Linked DNA regions of Mus musculus: region 2 is linked to region 1. A link is a contact called in public Hi-C data. All regions are on one chromosome and are shown on one strand. The core of a region is the stretch at or near the end of the contact, and the rest is flanking DNA. Distances in the headings are between cores, read along the strand shown. Region 1 overlaps Slc25a21 (solute carrier family 25 (mitochondrial oxodicarboxylate carrier), member 21). Region 2 overlaps Slc25a21 (solute carrier family 25 (mitochondrial oxodicarboxylate carrier), member 21).

Region 1 (5,588 bases), core at 12-2,511:
TTTATTTTGATGTTTTCGTTTTTTTTTTTTAATGTGGGTATCTATTTGTTAATTGTTCTTTTGTTTTTGTTTTGTTTCTTTTTGAGAGAGAGAGAGAATATAAACTTGGGAAGTATGGAGGCAGAGAAGATCTGAGAGGAATTAGGGGAGGGGAAAACAGGATCAAAATATATTGTATAAATTTTTTTTCAATTAAAAATTTTATCTGTATCTGAAGACCTAATGTGAATTGAATAGTGAAAACTTTTTTTTTTTTTTTTTTTTGGTTAGAACTAAAAGTTTCATCACACTGGTCTTTATTGAGTTGGTTTTTTTGGTTGGTTGGTTGGTTGGTTGGTTGGTTGGTTGGTTTTAATTGTTTTGCTTTTCTTAAACAAAAAATCCACTTAATTTAACACTTCTAAACTGTTTTCTTTTCTTTGAAAGATATACCATTTTCCCACTCTACTGACTACATGAAAATGACCCCAACTGCCCCTGAAATGTTTTTAGCTTCAAATCACAGAGTCTATGTCATTCAAATAACACTGGTATAAAACCTCCTTCTGCTAACTGAAGGGGATGGCAACCCCATAGGAAGACCAACAACATCAGCTAACCTGAACCCCTGGGAGCTCCCAGAGACTGACCGACAACCAAAGAGCATACAGGGGCTGATCCATGGTTCCCAGCACATATGTAGCAGGGGACTGTCTTGTCTGGTCTCAGTGGGAGAGCATGCACCTAATCCTGTAAAGAATTGATGCCCCAGGGTGAGGGGGATATAGGGGTTGGTCTCTCAGAGGCAAAGGAGAGGGTGGATAGGGGAGGAACTCTGAAAGGGGAACAGGGAAGGACAATATTTGGGATATAAATAAATAAAATAGTTAATTTATACTAAGTAAACAAACAAACACTCCTTATTTCCATCCCGTGAATTACTGAGACTTGTGGGGTATAAACAATGTCAGATAACAACCTAACGTGTCACATCTTATATACCCTGCCCATCCAAGGATTGGAAGCCATGCACGCATAGTCCAGGACTGGACGAAGGCCTCGCTGTGTTAGCTATACAGCAACTGCATGTGGATGAGAAACTGGGGTGTAACAGTGAATAAAGAGGGTGTTGTATGCCTTCAGTCAGCGTTGTATTGGGAGAGCTTTAAAGGAGAATGATGTGAAGGGAAAGAGAAGAAAACCAACCAGCACACGATGCCTGTTTCAGCACAACTTGGAGAGAATGACTGATTTGGGTTGGTCTTGTTGCCAAAAGGGATGACTCAGGCGTTCCAAACCAGAGCTGGAAATCAGGAGGATGCCTGAAGCCTGAAGGAAGAACAAATTGTCAAGATGTGATTGACCGTAAGGCTTCAAAATCAACTGCACCAAAGATGAGCTTGGACAGTTGCCCAGAACAGAACTGAATGGTGATGTTCATTTAGGCCCTGACTGTGGAAATAAAATAAAATGTAGTGATTGTACTCTGTTAGAAATACAGATGTGCTAATGCGTTCCAATTTCCCCAACTGGGGATCTGGTGTCGCTCTCCCTGTCGCTGCTGTTTCATGCTTCACCTGTATTGCTGTAACTTTGGATGCTTACTGACTGCCAGGTTCTTGGCAAAGCAGTAGGCTCCAGGTGGAGGTAGCCTTCTCATGGCTGCGTGCATTGCAGGTGGCTGGGGAAGGGCTTTTCACCTTGGAAATGATTTCTGTATTTGCGTTGCAGTCTCAGAGAGTGTGTATGTCCGTGCTGGCCTTTCCAGGGTTAACTGTTCCTAGATTTGGCCTATGAATCTGGCCTCTTTTGAGGCATGATACCATTTTCTCTCTGGGAATACCAGGAAAAGACTGGGTTTGCATGGCCAGGAGATTTGCCTCTCTCTCTCTCTCTCTCTCTCTCTCTCTCTCTCTCTCTCTCTCTCTCTCTCTCTCTCCCTCCCTCCCTCTCCCTCTCCCTCTCTCTCTCTCTTTCTGTGTGTGTGTGTGTGTGTGTGTGTGTGTGTGTGTGAGCTCACATGTGTGTTCCAGTTCTGCACATACATCCTAAAGTCACACTCCACCTTATTTAGTTGGTAAGAAGTAGGAGTTTGAGGCAGTTTCTCAGGTAGCCCCAGCTGGCCTGGAACTCACTGGGTTCTTAAACCTCTGATCCTCCTTCCTTCCTCCCTCCCCAGGGCTGTGATTGGATGTTGTGTCTCTACACCCATTTCTTAGAGCATTATGGATCATAACCAGGTTCATGGACAATGAGCAAGCACTCATGGGATCACACCCAGGAAGTTGTACAACCCAGCACTCTACCCACGTCCCCAGCCTCTTGTGTTTTGAGACAGGGTCATTCACTGAGCCTGGAACTCTGTCACTAGGCTAACTGGCCATTGAGTCCCAGAAATCTGCCTCTCCAGAGCTGGGATATAAGCTTTTCTGTGGGCTCTGGGGAATCTGAACTCTGGGCTTTATGCTTGCCTCTCCCCAGCCTTAAGCTGGAAACGTCTTTTATCTGCTATTTCCTTGCTTAATGGATGCTTTCTTTAAAAAAACAAAAAACTTATCAGTTGAATTGATAATAAGCTTTCTGATGTCTGAGGTTTGCCTCTCTGTAAAAGTCAGTCTCAAGGAAGCTACACTGCTTTTCTTTGTCTTGAGGAACCACAAAGAAGGAAGTAACCCTCATTACTGTCCCTAACACAAAGCCTACTGAAAGCAACTCAGAAAATTTCTTAGCCTGACTGTAAGAGTCCAGCTCTATAGAACAAATAACTTTCTGATAAGTAGTTTTTACATACTGTATTTAAAAAAACAAAACAAAACACTGAAACCAGCAAAGTGGTGACTCAGGCAAGGAAGGGGAGGGTAGAACGTGAGATTTCTTTCCACTCCTTATTATAAGTTTCTCCACCTGAGTCAGACTTGGAGAATGTTGGGCCCTGCCCCGTCTTTACTCACTCCTCACCACAGTCTAAAGTTTTCAGGAGCTATCTTAAAGCAAGTGGGGATTTTTCCATCTACGCAAGTGGAAATGGTGTTGTAAGATACTCAAAGGTTTATTGATCTCTATCTGGATACTTGTTCTCTTGATGTCTAAAGTTTAGTTTAAAATAGGATAACCAAAACCTGTCCTTCATAACTAGCAACAGCAGGAAAGTGTCTTTGAAGGCTTGACTTGCTACAGGTGAGCCACCAAAGCTGACACAAGCCAAACAAAGGATCCCACATCTCCTCCGTTCATGCAGTCTCTATCTTTCATTGGTTCTTTGATGACCTTCTAGCCACCCATATGTCAAATTGTATTGTACCTTAAAAGCAAGATAGGAAGAAAAGTGAGGTAAACTTACTTCCTGCTCTTGGCACAAACGTGTTTTAAATAAGCTACGTGTGAGCTGTGTCTTTGGGAAGAACACGTGCAATGTAGTTTTTGATCTTCGTTTTATAGATGTACATAAGTACTACAAGGCCTGTTTTGATTGTACAATTGAAAACAAATGTGATCCAAATTCGTAGCACTCTGTATCTAACAGGTTTGTAAATAACAGCTCTCGTTAAGCATGTGACATGCTAAGCATTGTAAGCCAATGGCTTTGGAAACCTGGAATATCCTCACATTTATTATGGCTTTGGTCTGCTAATAACCCATCTTGCACTGTATCCTTGGGCTCTCTCATAGACTAAGGTTGTAATATGTTATGTGCTCTCAGAAAAAAAGGGAGCCTAATCCATTTATTTTGCAATGACTCTCAGTCACTTTCTGCTAAGTGCTTTATTTACTGCCTTAGTTGGAGCTCTATTGCTGTGAAGAGACACCATGACCAAGGCAACTCTTATAACAGAAAACCTTTAATTGGGTCTGGCTTATAGGTTCAGAGGTTTAGTCTTTTATCATCATGGCAGGAAGCACGGCAATCTGCAGGCAGACGTAGTGCTGGAGGAACTGAGAGTTCTATATCTTGATCTGAAGACAGGAGACTGAAATTCCACACACTAGGAGGAGCCTGCGTATAGAAAACCTCAAGGCTTCACCCCATAGTAACACATGTCCTCCATAAGACCACACCCACCCCAACAAGGCCACACTACTAGTGCCACTCTCTATGGGACAAACATTCAAACATATGAATCTATGGGGGTCAAACCTATTCAAACCACCACACTTAGAAATTAACAAGTATCTTTAATAAAAGCATTGCTTAAGAATTATGGTTTCAAGGACTGGAGCATTGGCAGAGCACTAGTTAACTGTCCTGGTTAATCTTCCAAAAGACTTGATTTGATTCTCTAATTTTTGCTCTGAAACAGCAAACCAAACTAATACAAGCCAGAAGCACAGGAAACTGACAGTGCGGGCAGTCAAAGACAAGGGTAGAAAAATATCTTTCACAAAAAAAGTCATTCCTTTTTGAAGTTTTGAAATCTGTGTATCATATTTTGCAAAGGGAAACTTCAATAAACTATCAAATCAAGCTAGAGAGACAGTATCCGCTTGGGACTTTCTCACATTCTCCTTTCCACATTTTGTATGTAACTCTTCCTTTTGTTCCAAGGGACAATTCTAACAGATTAAAAAAAAAAATTCTTTAGAGGACATGGTATCAAAGGTCTGCAGAAGCCATGCTGGCTATTGGGACCTTAAGGAATATTTTCTGGATCCACAACTCTGGGCTATTAATAGTCAGCATAGTTCAATTGTATTTAGGTAAATTTTTACTGCAGATGTTACAGGGTATCTCAGAGAATTAAAATCAGAGGTAAATATCCAAAAGTTGTCTATATATAACTAAATTTAAAGAAATCTCTATTGCAGATTCATATACCTAGCACAAGCATTCTCTTCCTTTTCTTGCTTGCAATCTTCCTTTATAGCAAATTGGTATCCATGACAAGAGGAATCCAGATTACTTCACTTCCTCCTCTTCCTCCTCCTCCATCTCCTCCTTGTCCTCCTGCTTCCCTTCCTCCTCTTTCTATTTTGCCACAGCAGATTGGCTTCTTCCAAATAACAGAAGCACGTCTACTGTTGATTTGCTGGTTTTATGTTTTAGAGCTTAAACCATACCAAGCAAGATGACTGTTCATTACCAACTTCTAACTCCTGGAGAAAAACTCAAAAAGGACTAGCTTGAATTGTATTAAAGAATTAGAATACCCTTTGGGTCCATTTGAACAAGGAGATGGTGTCTAGCCATCTCCTTCCTCCTGGCTGTCTCATACTGTGTAAATAAGTTGTTTCCCATGATTTAAACAGACTGGGTGTGGTAGTTCCCCACAGAAGCAGTGCTGGCATGACCATCGGTACATGGCTACTGTTGCATAGATAGTGTATGCAAACAATGCAGGAAATTGGGTGATTCTAGAGTCCCATTTACTAGCTAATGTTGCCTAGGATCTCTTAGAATGGTTAAAACTGTGCTGCATAAAGTTCAGGATGGTGGGACAAGGTTACTGTACATAAAAGGAGCTTAGCAGGGAGAGGAGGAGGACACAGCCATGGAACATCGCCAACATGAAGCAGAGGGCCCTGGACCTCCTGGCTCTTTACACATTAAACCCTTATGTTTCTCCCAGCTGCCTCTCTGTTCCCTCCTGCCTTACACCTCTTTTTAATATTTT
Region 2 (6,173 bases), core at 3,059-5,558, 120 kb before region 1:
GGAATTTTAAATAATATCTGCATTTAGGTCTTTTGAAACCCTGACATTTGAATTGGTTAGAATTCTGATGCATCGTCAAGGAATAACAGGTTATCAGACATGATCACATCAATAGTTATGTATCATCTCAGAGGAGGCCATATGGGAAGGTTATGTTCTGAGCACAAGAGATCAGCATTTCTATGTCAGTACTCTAGGCTCTAGCTAAGTGAGTCAAGAATACAGCTCATGGGTTTGATTCCTGAGAATTGAGAATATTTCCCCCAAAGCCTTGGGGGTGTCTTCCTATATAATGTGGTGTGTTTTCTGAGATGTTTTCACCTCTGCCTTCCTGAAGCAAGTGGGCTCAGAGGCCTCCTGCGTCTGCTGCCAGGCATTTCAATGGATGCTGCTCTTTGTTGCCATGATGAAAATACCTCCCATAATAATCCCCTAGATTGCACTGATCAAACACATACACCCATTCAAAGAAAGACAGGTTAGCAGACTTTATTTTACTACAAATAAATCTGGAAGGAGTAGCTGGAGCTACTTCATATAGAGCAATCACTGAGCTCATGGACACTCAGAACAGGTGTTATAGACAAGGGCAGAGATGAGGCCAGTGAGGAAATCGGTGCAGAGCTCTAGTCAGAATGCTGATGCCATCATTCAAATCATTCAGTGTGTGTATGTGTGTGTGTGTGTGTGTGTGTGTGTGTGTATAATGAATATATATACTGTATGCATATATACATATATGTATATATGCGTGTGTATATATGTATATACATAAATATACATACACACACACACACACACACACACACACACACGCACACATACATACACACACACATTCGGGCTTCTAGAAAGCCTTTTCCTGGTAGTACTTATCTCAAACTTGGCAAAAATTCCCCAAAATTGTTGCCTCAAAAATCAGGGAAAGCCCACTGTAGCAGCTCTAGCTCACATCACCCCCTAGCATCATCCTCAGTCATGATGCTTGTTGGGATGCAGAGACCCTGTGGCTGGCATTTTGCATCAGCCTTGCCACGCATGGGAAAGGGCCCAGGACCTAAGTGTAAGAATGATTATTTCTGCCTTGGGTTAAAAGTTTTCTTCTTAGTTGTCAAAGACTGGTCAAAGGGAAAGGACAGAGACAAGTGACCATGCCCTTAGTGGACACGAAGCAGAAACTGGTGAAGTTGGAAGACAGAAACTTACTAATATGGTGAAATAAATTCCCCAAAGGCCTTCACACCATTAATATCACTGGGTGAGCACCAGTGAATAGCAAAGTGACAGCTTCCACTTTAGCCAAGTGAGGCATCTGTTTGCCCAAGCTGGAATGACCGAGGCAGATCCGCCCATTCTCCCCTTTTAATGCATGTCAGTCTACAGGTACAGTGGTTTGCTCAGGAACAACATGTAGAATGGGGTCATTTTGTTCTACTCTATCTCTGCAATATAATTAGTGAATTTCAAGTACTGACATTTAAGATAATTCACACTCCTTGTTGGAGCGGTATTTTTCTCACAGGAAAAAAAATGTATACATACAGTATACTCTGATCATTTTGTTTTTATTATTTGTTTGTTTGTTTATTTTACATCTCAACATCATCGCCCCTCTCCTCAGGTTCCACCCTTACAAATCCTTCCTCCTATTACCCCATACCCTTTTCTGAGGGGAAGGGGAAACGTCCATTGGGGATCACCCAGCCCTGAGACATCGAGTTCCAGTAGGACTAAGCACATGCCCATTGAAGCCCAACCATTTCAATCCAGTGGCAGGCAACAGAGTCAGGGATAGTCCTCACTCCAATCGTTAAAGGACCCATATGAAGATCAAGCAGTATATCTGTTACCAATGTATAGAGGGTATAAGCCCAGCCCTTGCATGTTCTCTGGTTGATGGTTCAGTCTCTGTGAACCCCCATGGGCCCAGGCTATTTGAGTCTGTAGTCTTTTTGTGTCCTTGATCCCTCTGACTCACTCAATCCTATCTCTCACTCTTCCACAAGATTCCCCAAGCTCTGCCTGATGTTTGGCTATGTGTCTCTGGATCTGTTTCCATCCTTTGTTGGATGGAGCCTCTCAGGAGACAGTTATGCTAGGCTCCTATCTGCAAGAATAGCAGAGAATCATTAATAGTATCAGGGGTTGGCTCTCTCACATGGGATGGGTCTCAACTGGGGCAATCATTGGTTGGCTGTTTCCTCAATCTCTGCTCCATCTTTATCTCTGCTCATCTTGTAGACAGGACAAATTTTGGCTTGAAGGTTTTGTGGGTTGGTTGATGTCCTCCTCCATCCACTGGAGGTCCATCCTGGCCATGGGAGGGGAGGTGGCCATTTCAGTCTCCATATCCTTAGCTGGTAGAAATCTCAACTAGGTTTGACTCCATAGTTTCCTGGGAGACTCCTTATCCCAGGTCTACAGCTAATACTGGAGATGCCACACCCCCCCAGCTGATTTTCATTCTCACTCCCAGCCCTCTCCTGCCGCCCTCATCTGATCCCCACCCCTGTCATCCTCCTCACCCCCTCTTTTACCCAGTTCCCTCTCTCCATTCACCTCTGATGAGTATTTTATTTCCCCTTCTGAGTGAGAATCTCATTTCTTCCCTTGGAACCCTCCTTATTACCCAGTTTCTTTGCATCTATGTATTATAGCATGGGTATACACCCAAAAGACACTTAACTATCCTACAAGAATACTTCCTCAACTATGTCATAGCAACTTATAAGTGGACATCAGCCATTAAAGAACCCGTTCCTTCCACAGTAGTCATAATTTACCAATAATGTCTTGAGTGGGGGTTAGCCTTCCTGAGCCCTTCACCCATCCACATTAGGATTTTGGCTGACTTGATTTTGTGTATTTCCTTCGCACACAGTCACTTCTCCTCTTCATGCATGTATGCATCATTCCCGTCCAGCCAATAGGACATCACTGAGGCATCTCCTACATGGGCCTTACGATATTCTCACATCCTCTTCTATGATGTGGAAAAGCTTTTTCTGAAAAAACAAACAGAATTACTACAGAAGTATCAAGCAGGAAACAGCCCAATCTGAAGCAAGCAATGTATCATATATGGAAGTTATGCTTTCTACTCTTCATATTGAGGCAGAGCGTAACCTGTGCTTTGGAACGGGTAATCTAGGAACATGTTTTGGGATTTTGCTGATATCTGGTCCTAAAATGTTTCTGTTTCCTTAATATATATTGAACACCTAAGTAAATTATTTGACTTTATTTTTAGTACTGAAATAGGGAAACGATTAAGTTAAATAAGAAAAAAAAATGACCCTGAAATTTGTCCTCAGGTTGCAGAATTGGCAAAAAGCTGGTGCTTTCTATTTTGATTTCCCAGTGTATAGGAAAGCTGTCCCGTCCAGATGCTTGCCAAGTTCCGAGAGAGCACACTGGGGTGTTTGCTGTGCAGCACAGGAAGATAGCCTGGGTCTTGTGTGCGGGTGTTCCAGGTTTCAAGCTGTAGCAGGGGAATGGGAGAAGAGAAGGAAACATTCCCAAATTAAACATTACTCGCAGGAAATGAGCCAGAACACCTGTGAGAGGTCAGGGTTCAGAAAATACCAAACTCAGAGTTCAATATTTTGATCTCACAGCACAAAAGAAAATGGTTAGAGCGAGCAAAGGGAATCTGGAGTCTAACCAGGGGGACCTGAGAATGAAGGCTCTGTCATTCTGAAGGCCTTTTCTCCCAGGACTCTATGAGGCTTCAAAATGTATTTTCAGGACTGACATGGAAAATTTCGGTGGTCCCTTTGCTTAAATATCAAGTTGAGAAGTTATTTATCTCTTTCCTTCAACTCCCAGAAGATCACTTGTGCATTCTTTGCCAGGTTCTTACAAGGCTCTTAGGCTGGGAAGGCAGCTGTCCAGCAGTTTGTCCAGCCGTTAGTGACGAGGAGACAGTGCAGCCCTGAAACACTAGGAATTGACTTCTAGGGAGAGAAGAGATTTTGCTAAATGCTTTTTCATGGGACCTCCTAGGGAAATGGAGGGTGTTTTTCCATCTCATTTCCCAGCTCCTAACTTCTCTGAAATGGGCTTGATTTTTTGCCAGGTGTCAAATTATAACCTCCCTTGTCAACCACAAATGACTAACGATTAACCTATGACTACAGCAAAGTTTGAAACTCACATTTACATTGTAACTTTCTGGCTACATTGTGTTTTCATAAATTGTGAAAAAAATTCTCTCTCAAGCCAATACAAACAAAGACTTAGAGTCTTAGTTGCAATGCTCCCTCACAGTTTCTGACCCTGTAGGTCTCCAGGAGAAACAAGACTGAGCTGCTGCGGACCCACCTTCAGGCCTGCTGCTGGCCAGCCCAGAGAATGACGCTAGTGCCCCTCTCCCGGGGAGAGTTAAGTGATGTCAGAGGCACCGGGCAGAGCAGCATTTGACCCTTAAACTGCTATACAAGCAGCTGTTTTCCTCCTTCCACCATTCCCTGGGAATCCCAACAGTTGAAAGAAATCTCTGGTATTCTGCGCCTTTTCCCCCCTCAGATAAAGTCAACGGAAAACATTAATTGAACGATGCTCACTGGTCATTTGCTGAGAGGGTGATAATTCTCACAAAGCCTCTTCATTGTTTTCTTTTCTATCCATTTTATGGAAAAGGAGCAGGGTCTCGGCAAGTTCCCTCCATATTTACGCCTGGCCCCGCTGTGTGCGCGTTGAGAGCTCATAAAAACAAGCCTGCCTGCCAACCAGCAGTTGGTAATGGGAGCCGGAGCCTCTCTCTGCAAGGTCACCTGTTTAAATAGACTCCCATGGTGCTGCCTAAAAGGCCTTTCCATCCCAGAGCTACTGGCTTGCTCCCTGCCTGTGCTTTAGGAAGCAGCTCCAGCATGGTCCTGTCCCCACTTAGCAGCTTGTCCTGCTGTTCAGCTCCCTCACATTTGATGAAAAGCGCTGGAGACCAAAACCAAGCAGTCCCAGACCCCAGGCCTAAGTTGGAGCTTATAGACGACATTATGAAGAATTTCCTCATAAATAAAAGCAAGCGTTTACATTCAATTAGGCTCTGGGTTATATTCTGCAGTCATCACACAGTGACAAATATGCAAAGATTCCCAAGGAAATGGAATGGCTATAAAAAGGCATCCTGTAAAAAGATGCCAAGCATCCACTTGGCTAGACAGCTTTTGAATCCTAGAAAGTAGGAATTAGAGGCCTTCATGCCCTTCAGGTTCCATATCTCCACTGTTGGGCATTTCAGCTAAGGTCACTCGCACTGACCCCTGGGAGCCTCCCCTATCCCAGGTCTCTAGGACTTCCTAGAGATTCCCCCTACCCCTCATCCCTGACCCTTGGTAGCTACAGATTCATGATATTCTTGTTTTTAAGAGCTGAATAGTATTCCATTGTCTAAGTGAACCACATGCTCTGTTTCTATTCTTTAGCTCAGGGACATCTGGGTTGCTTCCAGTTTCTGGTTATTAAGAATAAAACTGCTATGAACATAGTGGAGCATATGTAGTAGCCAGATAGGACCCCTCAGTGGAGGGATAGGGACACCAACCCACCTACAAAACTGTTCACTCAAAATTTGTCCTGTCTAAAATAAATTCAGGGACAAAGATGGAGCAGAGACTGAAGGAATGGCCAACCAGTGACTGGCCCAACTTGAGACACATCCCATGAGCAAGCACTAATCCCTGACACTATTAGTGATGTTATGCTGTCCTCTGACAGACTCTACCAGCAGCTGGCTGAGACAGATGCAGATACCCAAAGCCAAATATTGGCTGAAGGTCAGAGACCCCTATGGGAGAGTTAGGGCAAGGATCGAAGGCCCTGAAGGAGATAGCAGCCTCCCAGGAAGGCTAACAGTGTTAACTAATCTGGACCACTGGGAGCTCCCGGAGACTAAGCTACCAACCAAAGAGCATACATGGGCTGATCAGAGGCCCCTGGCACATATATAACAGACAACTGCCTTGTCTGGGCTCAGTAGGAGAGGATGTGCCTAATCCTGCAGAAACTTGATGCACCATAGTGGAGGGATACCCACCGGGGGTGGGGGGAAGGACACCCTCTCAGAGACAAAGGAGAGGGGAAGAGGAAGGAGGAATTCTCTGAGGGGGCATTGAGAAGGAGGAGGGACAGCATTTGGGATATAAATTAATTATTATAATAATAGAAAGAAG

The links. A called contact is a pair of places that touch in the nucleus more often than the background predicts.
Region 2: a Hi-C map of pancreatic cancer cells shows a contact between it and region 1, with 1.9 times the contacts expected there. The contact joins two enhancer-like sites. A contact is called at or near these places in 2 of 484 Hi-C or Micro-C datasets (liver and pancreatic cancer cells) and 1 of 9 other capture datasets (adipose tissue).

What each region holds. Positions count from the first base shown.
Region 1 is chr12:56,777,119-56,782,706 of GRCm38.p6, reverse strand. The region is part of intron 3 of Slc25a21 (solute carrier family 25 (mitochondrial oxodicarboxylate carrier), member 21); the gene reads left to right. Among named protein-coding and RNA genes, the nearest start is that of Gm46352, 74 kb to the right of the region's middle. Within about 2 kb of position 1,261, at least 32 of the 459 cell types and tissues checked have an H3K27ac peak or open chromatin away from gene starts, as enhancers often do. A contact at or near this core is called in pancreatic cancer cells, where this site is marked.
Region 2 is chr12:56,904,021-56,910,193 of GRCm38.p6, reverse strand. The region is part of intron 2 of Slc25a21 (solute carrier family 25 (mitochondrial oxodicarboxylate carrier), member 21); the gene reads left to right. Gm30001 (a long non-coding RNA gene) reads right to left here. Exons shown (of 4, transcript XR_003950118.1): 3 at 2,784-3,481; 4 at 2,213-2,311. Among named protein-coding and RNA genes, the nearest start is that of Gm30001, 9.3 kb to the right of the region's middle. Within about 2 kb of position 4,308, at least 15 of the 459 cell types and tissues checked have an H3K27ac peak or open chromatin away from gene starts, as enhancers often do. A contact at or near this core is called in pancreatic cancer cells, where this site is marked.